Regions from separate parts of the Arabidopsis thaliana genome. Here region 1 is linked to region 2. A link is a contact called in public capture Hi-C data. All regions are on one chromosome and are shown on one strand. The core of a region is the stretch at or near the end of the contact, and the rest is flanking DNA. Distances in the headings are between cores, read along the strand shown. Region 1 holds the start of GSH1 (glutamate-cysteine ligase). Region 2 holds the start of AT4G22960 (FAM63A-like protein (DUF544)).

The links. Capture Hi-C pulls out chosen DNA fragments and counts their contacts.
Region 1: a contact with region 2 is called in a capture Hi-C map of root, with 7 times the contacts expected there. The contact joins the promoter of GSH1 here to the promoter of AT4G22960 in region 2. A contact is called at or near these places in 1 of 26 Hi-C or Micro-C datasets (rosette leaf) and 1 of 3 other capture datasets (root).

What each region holds. Positions count from the first base shown.
Region 1 is chr4:12,104,538-12,111,436 of TAIR10.1, forward strand. GSH1 (glutamate-cysteine ligase) reads right to left here and starts at 3,158. Exons shown (of 17, transcript NM_001203879.2): 1 at 2,588-3,158; 2 at 1,889-2,228; 3 at 1,568-1,718; 4 at 1,291-1,398; 5 at 1,121-1,213; 6 at 858-941; 7 at 670-738; 8 at 509-579; 9 at 356-424; 10 at 8-101. The coding sequence starts at 2,214. It overlaps AT4G23110 (insulin-like growth factor binding protein), which reads left to right and starts at 6,320. Exons shown (of 1, transcript NM_118440.2): 1 at 6,320-6,899. The coding sequence starts at 6,407. The coding sequence ends at 6,853.
Region 2 is chr4:12,025,755-12,031,933 of TAIR10.1, forward strand. It overlaps AT4G22960 (FAM63A-like protein (DUF544)), which reads left to right and starts at 4,266. Exons shown (of 12, transcript NM_118425.3): 1 at 4,266-4,496; 2 at 4,717-4,891; 3 at 4,986-5,073; 4 at 5,155-5,722; 5 at 5,807-5,923; 6 at 6,016-6,070; 7 at 6,161-6,179. The coding sequence starts at 4,367. AGL19 (AGAMOUS-like 19) reads right to left here and starts at 2,250. Exons shown (of 7, transcript NM_001341569.1): 1 at 1,935-2,250; 2 at 1,486-1,701. The coding sequence starts at 1,667.

The DNA of each region.
Region 1 (6,899 bases), core at 1,908-4,407, 78 kb after region 2:
TTTTGACCCGAAATGTCATTCCAGTACAGTCGATGTATTTGTTCTTTCTGTAGGCAAAGTACATAGGGACATCGAGTGCGTAGTCAACATACTGCTCAAACCTATACCAGATAAGAACAAAAGAGAGCAATAAAATTAAGATTAGCCATGCTGTTTCAAGAGAAGGATAAAGATCCAAAGCATCTTTCTATCTTGAACACAAACATATGTAAGAAAATCCACAGAATAGCACATATCAATTTTCCAATAACTCATCAAGAATGCGAGACAGAGTCATTGGTTTTTGAGAAGCTTCTCATACCAAACCAACCAATGTAATGTAATTGTTTTTCATAGATTAAACATCGATACTCACCCAAAAGAGTCATCGAAAACAAATGGTAGCATTCCTGTGCGGTCCTTGTCAGTGTCTGTCCATATGTGGCTGTCAAAACATACCAGAGTTATAAGGTGGGAGGGAAACTAATTCAAAAAGATATCGGGGATCATAACAACTGAATCTAGATACCTTCTCATGCTGAGAAATCCGTTTGGCTTTCCTTCTGTAAAAGGGGAATTCGCAAATAGAGCCGTTGCTATCTGTTGAATTTAGATAATAGTGAGGCAATGGTTAGTCAAAATCGTTAATAAAAGTTTCTGGTTATGCCACAAAGAGATCGAGCTTCTCACAGGTTGTAAAGCAAGACCAGCACGAAACTTCCTGATCATATCAGCTTCTGAGCTAAAATCCAGATTAACCTGTCAAGATTGCAAGTAATGCAGTTTCTATAAGTTTCAAAATAAGATTATTGATGAGAACTGGAAAGTTTAGTTTAAGGAAATTATGAAAAGGCGCAAAGTCAGAATATTAATCTAACCTGAACAGTACACGTTCGGAGCATCATATCAAGACCAAGGGTACCAACTTTCGGCATGTAGTTTCTCATAATGTCGTATCTCCCCTGCACAGAACACATTACACTATGTCAAATCTTACTGCCTGACTCGTCATAGGAAAACTTAACACAAACACCAAGAAATAATCCGAACGTTGGCTATGTAGAATCAGATAATATTATCTGAATTAGAAACAAACAGATGTTAACTTTCTTCAATCTTAAGAATAGAGAAAGCGTCATACCTTTGGCATGATGGGTATATCCTCCCGACGCCATTTGGGCTGGAAGCCAATTCCTAAGAAACCAATTCCCATTTCCTCAGCAACTGCTTTTACCTGTGACATCCGTAGATAGTTGGTTATTTGTCACGTTTTAGGGTGAGAGCATTGGCAATAATTATCTTTGAAATTACCTGATAAAGATGTGAATTGACTTCAGCACAAGTTTGATGCAAAGTCTCAAGAGGTGCACCACTAAGCTCGAACTGACCCCCAGGTTCAAGTGAAATGCTTTGCTTTCCCTGGTCAACAAAAGGACAGAACGAGTTATCTACAGCAAAAAAAAAAAAAAGACTGAAACCTTATAATATACCGATCATTGTGTTGTATATGAAGCTAACATGTTCTACAGGCTGAAAATGTATATAAATAATAAACGGCTCAAAAGATGAAACACAGGAGAATGTTAACCTGCTTCAGACCAATGATCTTGTCACCTTCCATTACTTTTTCCCATTCAAATCTTTCAGCGATACCATTAAGAAGCTCGGCTATTTGATCATACTTCATAGGGCGCAAAGTATTGACCTCAAAACCAAATTTCTCATGTTCTGTACCTATTCTGAAAACTCACAATGTTAAGTTAGCAAAACAGAATATTTCTCCAATAGACAAACAATCTGGATGAATTCAAACAATACCAACACCGTAAAAGAGCACAAACAAAGAAATATGTCACAATTACAAACACTAAGTAGCATTTTAACAGAACATATAAGCATCAAACTGTACCTATATTTGTCCTTTGTTTTGCATCCAGAGGCAAGATAGGCAATGAGATCCTCTCTCGTCAACGGCTCAGTTGCAACTACAGCCTCTTCCGTTGGAGGACTTGCCGCAACAATCAATTGATGCCCTCTCTTACTCCTCTTAACAGAATGGAGAAGCATTGATTTGGTAGATAGACTCCTAGAGTAGGAGCTACCAAAAGCTTCTTTCATCCTCAAAACATCCAAATTCCTCACGCCACCCGAAACAACAGCTTTAGTTCCAGCCTTTGAACAAACTCCAGAAGGAACAACAGTGTATGATCCTCCTGCTTGAGACAAGAGCGCCATGGTATATATAGCTCCTGCAATTATAACAATTCATCATAAGCTATGAGAAATCACAAATAACTGCATTTTTCTCAATTCTAATAACATATATCACATAATTAGAATCAGCAGCTACCACAGAATTGAACTATCATCTGGAAGAACAAATCAAAATTCGTGTATCACCAAACCAGAAACAACAACAACAACAAAAATCAAATCAAAGCAAAAATCTGCAAAAATTCGACTCTAACAAAACCAAAATCATGCAACAGCCAAAAAAAAATCATGAGAAAAAGCGAAGATTCAACCAAAAAAAAAAAAGCAGAACAAATCAATCAAAAACCAAAATCCACAAGTCCAGAAAGCGAAGAAGAAGAGAAGCAAATCACACCTGAAATTCGTCAAGCTTGACGGAGATTGAGAGACACCGTCGAAATCAAGAAGAAAGCTTAAAGAGCAAAAACGAATCGGCGTTTCAAATTTATATGCGACTGAGAGAGAAATGAGAAACTGATAAAAAAATGAAAGAAAGTTGATCAGTGGAGCATGAGCCGATCAGTGGAGCTGAGCTGTCTATAAAAGAAAGTTGATAAAATTAATAATCATTGTAATAAAAGATTCTTTCGTTTTTTGCCTCTTACTTTTCCATTTCTCACAAATTTAACCCTAATAGTTTTTTAAATAACCAGTTTATTAGTAGTTTAAACAAAGGTTAACTTTATAGTGTGTATAATGAATTAATGATATTTCTATTCTTTATAGTATACTTTAAACGAGGTTTAACTTTACGATATTTAATTTAGAACGTAAAATAATGAAAAGTGTGTCACTAACCAACCACATGACCTCAGATAAAATACTCTATAGGAAAAGAAATATATATACTACTATAAAAAACAGTATCATTATCTATTTGGTTTGATTGTGTCGACAAAAAAATCTTGGTTCTGATGAACGAAAATTGGCGTTATGTTTTTATATTTCCTACTTCTTAGTAGGTGGAATCAAATCCTGCTTTTATAATCAACAATTTAATGATACAAAAACATGTGAATGGTAGATAATGAATCACCATCAAAAGTTCTACTTGTGTATAATAATATATATAGATACGGGATGGATTTGACAATATCCCAATTATAACAATGGAAGGCTATTTGTCTATATTGTTCATGGAATAGTATGGTACCATGGTGGTCATTTACCTTATTTTTAGAAATAACTGTATTTTTAGTAGTAAACACAATTATGGCTATATATCACCTAATTTCTCTATCTGAGTTTGATTTTGTATTCGTGACAAAATCATAGTAAAACAAGTTTAGAAATTTTGTTTACTATTTGGTAATCTACAAAATCCTTCAAATTCCATGGTATTTTTCACATACTTTCGAGAATTTGGTTTTCTCAAAATGAGAAAAACTAATTATTGTGTTAAGTTTTTTTTTTTTTTTTTTTTTGAATGTTATAACACATTTGAGTTTTGTTATAATTTAAAATCTTAAAATTCGAGCTTCGTTCTAATTTCATTATATCGCACAGATTGACTCTATCTTTTTTTTTTTTTTTAATTGACTCTATTCAAATTTTACTACAAGATCCATTATTGTGTTACATATCGATACTCCTATGAATTATGAAGCTGTGCTAAAAAAACATGTGGCATTAGTAATTTATTTATTTGATATCAATTATGGCTGCCATTGAAAAACAAATAGATGCAGAATTGCTTGCGTTTGCATATACGTAACGTAAGTAAAAACTAAAAACTCTTGTAGCGACAAAAATAGAAAAACAAAAAAAACTCTTGTAATTGTGCACTTCTATGTTGTATGTTTAAATTAATATCAAATATATTTTATCGAACACATGAATGAATAAGTTATAAGAAGGTAAGGTAGGTGGACACGTGCGTGACTCAAAAATGGCGGCCATGACTTCTAATCTCCACACCACCAAAGCCTTAAACGGAACCCACCTCCACAGTTTCTTCCTATACATTCGTCACTCACAAGTCACACCGTTTCAACTTTCACGAAAACTTATCTAAAAAATAATAATTAACATTTGACATAATGGAAAATCACATTAATATATAGCCGTCAAAGAGTGAAGTCAGAAATCCTAAAACGATACGGAATTAAGCTGGAGTGTGCTATGCAGACTCTTTCAGTTAATCTTTTCCTTTATATTCCAACCTTAACGTTTTCTAATATCCACGAGAAACCCTAAACTTTCGATTTCACATTAAAGACCCCAATCCTCAGCACAAAGTAACTAAATGCATCAGACATAGTAGCTAGCTATTTGCGCTTATAATGATTTGAAGTTACCAAAAGATTTTCTTCCTAGGGATTAAGAGAAAAGTAACATCTGGGATTGTCATGGCAAGCCCAACTCATAAGTCTCACCGAAGCCCAACTACACATATTCTTAATATGGCCGAAGAGGTAGATGATACACAATCTTGAAAAGTTGTTCTAAGTGGCTGTTGGTGTTGGATTCTCACATTTGAACTCGGCCTATTCAAGGCCCATAAAGAAAGCTTATATAGGTAACATCGAGCTACAACATTCCGGAGCTTCATGACTCTCACCAGGCCCAAGTCACATCAGTTTAGCTCGTGATGGCCCTATACAGTTTGAGCAAGTCAAAATAAAACGGGCATATCTAACAAATTAAAAAGGAAACGTTAAATTGGTAGACATCGAGATGGGGACGTTATGATTTGCATGGATTGACTAAGGAGGTCGTATAGACCAGGGTCACTTCTTTCTAGAAAACAAGCTAGAAAATAGATCAAGAGCCTTTTTTAATTCCAATCTTTTATCTTTGTAAATCAGTTCGATTTTCATACTAATCGACTGATATTAACCTCGATTCTTTCTCATGATTTAAAACCACCATAATGGATATTGACATCGACAGTGACGTAACTCAGTGTGTACCGATAAAAAGATTGTACTACAAGAGTGAGGGCCGGGGCATATTCAACAGCCGAAAGAATGAAAATCAATCAAAACTTTAAGAGATTATGTGTCATATACTCATATTATGTGAAATCCATCTCAAGACAGTTCATCGTTCATTTGTTCTAACTTCTAAGACATATTTTAAAAGCTTTATTGGTTTTGTCTTATAATTTAGATTTAAAATTATTCTCTTATTGTTGAGTTTCTAGTTTTTCTTTTTATGCTTCTATGACTAGAAATACTTTACTTATAAGTTAAAATATATATTTTTAAAATATAATTCGAATTCATTGAACTAAGACAATTGTTAAACTTGTTCGTTTAGGTTAAATGGTTAAAGAGATATTTGTCTGATCATAGAAGAATAAAAGGGAAACAATGACTATATAAGGAGTTTAAAAAAAAAATGTAATTTGAAGATAAAAACGAAAAAAATAAATAAATTAATGTCTTGAAATGTATTTTATATAATAAGATAAAAAAATTCATTTGATCTCCATAATCCTTATTTAGATAAAAACAATAATGAAAAAATCATTTTTATTAAAAAATACCAAATTAAAAAACAATCATATAAAGAAAAATCTTATTTTCTTTGTTTAAAAAATCTAATACCATATACATTTACTGCCAAAATCTTTTCCTAACAAAGTGTTTACAAAATTATTATATTCAAATGTTTGGTAGCTAATGTTTATAATTCTAAAGTATAAAAAGGTAAGATATCTGACTACAAAATCTTTTCCTAATTAAGTATTGTAGACGGATTTTTTACCCTTTTTTACTTTTGACTTAATAAATAATTATGAAGAATTTTTTTTTTCAATTAGATAATTAAATTAGTTAATAATTTGTAAGAATTGAATCTTTGAACTCTATCATACAAAGTTAAACTATTAAAAATAAATTTTACAAAAATTATTGTATCGCACCAAATTTTAAATAGAAAAAATTAGTTTAGAGACTTCTGATTCGGTCCAACAAACGGTACGATTTAAAATTACAACATTAATCTAATATCTTTCTTTTTCGTATTTTAGGAGCGAAACAAAGACAAAAATTTAAAGCTGTTACCATCCAATTTGAGGGTTGTAAAAGCAAGGAGAAAAATCTATATATCTAGAGTCCTCCAAAGACACTTATAAGTTCTCACACACAATCTTTTATCTTTCATTGTTTCTCTCACTCTCTCTTGTTGTGAATTCTTTCCTTTGATCTTTCAGGTTTGCAAGTTCCAAATGGGGAAAAAATCTAAGCCGTTTATATTATCATCAGATGCACCTAAGCCCCCTCATAGGCAGCCTTACAAAGCTCTTCTGATAAGCGCTCAGTCATCTAAAGTGAATTCAACAGATGGTGAAGCAACTGGTTCGCAAATGAAGCCGCGGAAACAAAGAAAAGCCCCTTACAAAGCTCTTCTCATTAGAGCTCGATCACCAGGACTAAGTGAGGAAAGCTCTTCGGAGAGTGACTTTTCCTATGAAGCGGATTGTGAAGCATCCGATTCATCATCAGCGGAGAGTGAAGCAACCAATATGAAGCCGATGAAGAACAAAACTGCGAGAAAAGCTCCAGAAGCGAGGCTAGCAGACAAAGAGCAAAACAAGAGGAGAAGGATCTCAGAGAAGAACAATAATCCTGAAGAAACCATGTCCTGGGAACCAGAAGTTAAAAAGACTCTTTGAAAGAAGATTTCGACAGAAGAAGCATAAAGCAAGGCTAAGGAGAAAC
Region 2 (6,179 bases), core at 3,016-5,515:
AATAATAGGTTATATGAAAACAAAAGAGTGTTCCTCTTTACTTCAAAATGCAGAAAATATCAAATATATTGTATTTAAGATTTATGATTCAAATCATGCATCAATATTTTACATGGCTACGCCAATATACATATAAAGAGACAAGTATATATAGATGCACATGGACACGCTCAAATCGAAATATTGAAATTAATAAGCTAAACCTTTAGAGTATCATTAAGCAGTGCGATAACAACAAGGATTATGTGGTTAAGAATACCTAGTTAATTGTGATTAACCTCTCTTGAGTTTGCTCAAAAGACATTTCATAGTTAATTGTTAAGTGCTTAATCCTTTATAATCAAATCTATATTTATTCAGCATAAATTATATCCCAAAGAATAAAATAAGAGAAAACGTAGAAAGAATTAAAATAATTCTGATCTACACACATGCGATGACTTCTCTACAGTTAATGCTCAATTAAATCACGGTGTGTGTTAAAATTAAGCAAAATAGTACCTCTTAATTTGTTGCTAAATTTTACATATTCATGCATACATATAAAGTTTCCCATATATATACATCCACATACACATATACAAAAGAAGCATCTGTAATTTTGTAAACTCGCATGAATGAGAATGTGTTATATCATGAACTCATCATGTCTGATTTAAACATGTGCAAATATATTTATTGATATGTATAATGCAAACCATGATCAAAACTAGCATTATTTACTACAATGCTTCGTCTCATCCCTAGCATTATGTAGATATATCTGTCATCATCATATATGATATATTTCTACTGACACACACACTGTATATGCATTTGTATTACAGCAGGGCGAGATACATGTGGACATATATATCCAAATAAGGAAATTTATTGTTAATCCTGAAAATGACTATTTTCTAAATTTATAAACATGTTGATAGTATGTACAGTCCTAATTTGAACAATATAAGGACACTTTATATACTCAAAATTAAGTCATAGATATTGTTACATACACATAGCCTAGCAGTAGCACTGGTGTCAAACTCATCTTTCTTACAAACGGATAAACATCAAGTATCTCAAAATAAAAGTTGTTTGCATTTCAAAATATCTCAGTAAATAGAGAAAGTCAGAAAGATCAACTCATCTACAGCGAAAAATGGATGGCTCATAACAAGTATACATATACTTGATATACACACACGTTTCATAGGTTGTAGTGCCATAAAAATCTGATGACTACAACTACAAAAAGTATCATTAGTGTCAGTCCTATAAAAGTAGTCTAATTTCTTACTCCGATCTACTTTTATATGAAAACAAAATCACCATTATATAACTCTCTTATCAGATCTTGATAATCATATAACCAAAAAATCCAATGAATCTACTTATTACGGTGAAAATTGGACCCGATTAGCCCCTCTAGTCGAATCGGATCCAAAAATTGATCAGTGCAAATCGTTTTTTCACAAGTAAATAAACAAAAAAGGGACATACCTAGAGCTAGAGAACTCATAGAGTTTGGATCTTGGAGAGAAGATAACCAAAGCAACTTCAGCATCACAAAGGACCGATAATTCGAAGGCTTTCTTCAAGAGTCCATTTCTTCTCTTCGAAAACGTCACTTGCCTGCTTGTTGCGTTCTCTATCCTCTTCATCTCCGTTTTGCCCCTCACCATCCTTTACTTCTAGTTTATTCTTTATATAAATATTCTGTGTAAAATCACACAAGAGACAAGTATTTATTCAACCAAATAAAACGAATAGTAACCAGAAATTAGAACTATATATATGGATAATGGTTCAGATCAAGAACATAAAAGAAGAGACATACTCCAACTACAAAAGTGACCAAGAACATAAAAGAAGATATGGATTTGAATTTATTTTTCTCTGTAAATAGAATATGGATCAACCACAAACAGAAGATGGAATTCGAGATTTACCCTATTTGTAAGTATGAGCTTTGGATTGATGTGTCTCTCTATGTGTATAATCTATCTTCTATAAGTGAGTGGAGAGAGGAAAAATAGGCGAGATTTTGGGAAGAGGGTGTGATAGAGATTCTTGGAAAGCCCTAGATTTATGATGAAGGAGGGGAGAGAAAGAAAGAAAGAAAAAAACTAAGTGTTTTTGATTGATAATTTGACATCATAGCCTTATTCTTTTTTGCATTATATATTAAATTTGCCATTTTCTCTTATGGCTACGGATAGTCTATATAAACCTAGACCTGCCTAGTAGTACATCACTTTTATTTTTAGAAATTGCATTACGTAATTTCTTTCTTCTTTTGGTAAAAATTCTAATGCAAATTCAAGGCCAATCTATAATAGTAATAAAATATGTAAGTGCAATAATTGTTGACGGGGGAAGAATAATCTATAATGAAGTGTGACAAGGAAAAGAATCATGCTATATATTATTTCGTTTTCGAATTTAATTGCATAATCAGTTTTTTTTTAAAATATTATATGTTACTCTAAAAGCCTATAACCAATAAACCCATAATTTATCTAACTTTGTACAATCGTAAGAAAAAATATATATATATATATATATATTCGTATCATATTTTTCTTAATTTTACATGATATTTTTGGTATATCTAGTCTAGGTATGGGTTAATTAATTTATATTGTTGGAGTAAATGCAAACTTACATCTTAAACATAATTAAGTGAAGGAGATATATATTATGTAGGTAATGGGGGAGATCTTGGCACGTGTCCATATTAACCGACAACCTACAGATCCGGTGTCCGTCAAAGTGGGTTTCACTAGTGCCACCTGAGGACATCAAGCATCCTTGTCCGTTGCCAGCTCATATCGGACAAAATAAGTAGTTAGGACACACCGTCCGATCTTCGCTTCTCTTCAAACGTGCACCATCCGATCTTGTTATCTATTTTAAGAAATTAAAAGACTTCGACACAAAAATGGATACAAATTTATTTCAGTCACTTATGTGCATATTTAAGTCTATATATATCTGATCAGGAGATACAATATTAACAATTGCTGTTTTACTTCTTATAATAGTCTCTTGATTTAGAGAAGAAGTTGAAACAAAACTCGTTTTATATTTTCCACAGAAGAAGCAGAACTTTATGCGATAAATAAAAGAAGAGAACTTTAATCGTGTGATAAATAACCCGTCCGTACAATAAAAATTTATTATAACAACGACCTTCGCACAAATAAAACAGTAACACGTACTTGTATATGTTTTCAATTTCACATGTCAATATATGTCATCTTCGCCTCTTGTTTGATACGTTTCTTGTAATTTATAACCACCACCTTCTAGCTTTTTTACTTTATTCGTTTCCTCGATTTAAATATCTTATAATCTTTGGCATAAGCAAGTGGTTATCCACTATTGGATGCTTTTCACAATAATACGTTACAATAACATTTGTTTATTCTTACATATCTTGGAACAGGTGTCGCACGCTAGGAGAGGACCACATCCCTTTCACTAAATGAACGTACTAAAATGCTTTGTTAATTTGCATTTCCCTACAAAAATATAGAAAAAAAAACCTACGTGAGAATCAATGTAATGATATACTATAACATCTTCCCATAGTTGACGAAAAAGCAAGTGTAGGTTAGCCTAAAAGGAGTAGTTATTTACATCCAATTATCTAATATCCAAAATCTATCAATGGTCGTCTTCATATATTTGAATATTTCTACCTATATGTAATTTGAAAATTCAAACCAAAATATTCTCTTACGTAAGCTGGTTCCTTTATGCTATTTGTGAAGTCACTACCCAATACAAATAAATTCTGCGTGAAACATCTGAACTAAAATCTTAAAATAATTCCATCGATCTTTTCTTATAGATAAAACTTCAAACGATCTTGCTATACTGCTTTTTCGATGTTATATGATCTTTAGCATAACGTTTTAACTAATTTACTATTACCGTTTATATATGTCATAAAAGTTTTATTCTATTATAATATTATGGTACATGAGCTCCGCTGATAAATATTTGATTGGTCTCTAAAATCCATGATTAGAGTTTTTATTCACTAACAGTTGAAAGATTCGCCTACATAAGGGTAGGCGTAACATAAGGGTCAAATGTTGAATTTTATTTACACGCTTGAATAGAGCCACCAATACGGGACCAGCTTTGACCGTCATAACAAACCCGGTTTACTAAAACCATACTAATTACGGTTTCGTCAAAATCAATTTTGTTTCTCGTCACTCAATGCTGCTTATAAAAGCCAGTCCCATGCTCACTTTTCTTGCTTCCTTGACACACTTCTTGAGAAATTTCAGCAAAGTGTGTCTTCTCCGATTTCGCAGACGGTTAGATCTCAACAAGCGATTCTCATCGTCGTGAACCTTCTTCTTTAATGGCGATCGATAACTCTCGTCCTCCTCCGGACGAAATCTTTTACAAGACGAAGAAGATTTTGTATCGTGGACAAAGGTGCAATATCATTCTCCAGGATAAGAATGGACCATGTCCTCTCATCGCCATTTGTACGTACATCTTCTATTCTCCTCCCGATTTTACTCTCGCTATGGTTTGTGAACTTCGATTAGCGAACGAAATTAGGGAAATGTATGTGTTAGTATCTTGAGATCTTTTAGCTCTTTTGGTGTTGATGATGATGATACATTGTGAAATTGGGGATTAGATTCGTTCGTTCGTTTTCATCGATTCAGATGTATCAAGACTATTGAAATGTGTTTGTTACAGGTAATGTTCTTATCTTGAAACACGGAATTAATCTAGACACTTACAATTCTCAAGTATCTGAAGAGGATTTGGTGAATCTTGTGATCGATGTACTGGATGATACAGACGAGTACATTGATATTGGGCTCATCAGAAAACTTGCTTGTGGGATAAATGTCGATTTGAAATTCGAGAGGTCAATCTTTTTGTTATCAATATGTTAAACCTTTTGATATGTTACATAGAAAATATCTTATCGTAATGACCGGAAATGTTTTACTTGCTTGCAGGATTACGGATTTTGAGTTAACACCTGAGCTAGATATATTTCGTTCACTTAAGATTCCTTTGTATCATGGATGGCTAGTTGATCCCACGGTACATCATTTTGATTGTGTTTCTTTCTTGCTTCAATTTGTAGTAATAGAAAAGTTTCAATATTTATTGTTTTTCCTCCAGGATGTGGAAATTGTTGCTGCAATCGGAGGCAGATCTCGTGATGAGTTAGAGATTGCGCTTACTACTTTAGACACACAGACTGTTAGTTCTGTTGATTTTGCTGCGTCTGCAGAGCATCTTGGATTGGGAAAGGGAGATATTGAAGAAGATGAAATGGTGTCAAAGGCCTTGGCATTATCTGAAATGGAAGCATCGTTAAAGGGAAGTTTTGATACTCAGAGAGTTGTGTCTGGGTCGTTAGATGTAAATCAGATCTCTGAGGATGACACATTGGTAACTTCTGTGGACATTGAAGCTGGTTGTGCTACCACCCTTGGCAGTAATATCTGTCAGCTGTCCAAATTTGATGATCAGTTTTCTTCTACGGAATCAGAAGATTGTGATGTTGGGAATAAGACCAATGTAGGTGAAGAGGTATCTTCAACGGAATTGGGAGATGAGACTTTTGGTAATGTTGAGACTGAGAATAGCAGCAAAATGACTGATGTGCTGATCTCTGTGGAGAAGACTAATCTGGAGTCGACCAAAAATGATATCATTTCTGAAGCTATAACTTTGGTTAATGCAGGTAGACTCATGGGTATCTCTGCATGAACTTGCATCTGGAGATATGTTAAATTTTCTTACTAAAATCACCTCATTGCATCTCCAGATCTTAGTGAAAAATCCCAGGATGATGATGTCTCCCAGTCAGTTTATGAAGTCCAGTCTCTTCTTGGACAAAGCTCTCCGGAAGGGAAGGGTACAAAAGGGCTCACGCAAGAAGAGGGTAAATTCTTACACATCCATTCTTACATATCTACGCATTATATCTGTTGTGGATAAAGATAACTCCATTCTTTTTTTTCTTCTGAGTTTCAGGTGAATTGATCAAAGGATTCTTTGAAGAAAGTGTCACTCAACTAACTTGGCATGGGTGCGTGATCTTATTGTTTGCTAAGGAAGATTTCTGTGATTGGCTACATTGGTTTTATCTTTTCTAGTTACTGATTATCATTTCCTCCAGGCTCTTTACCTTGGAAGAT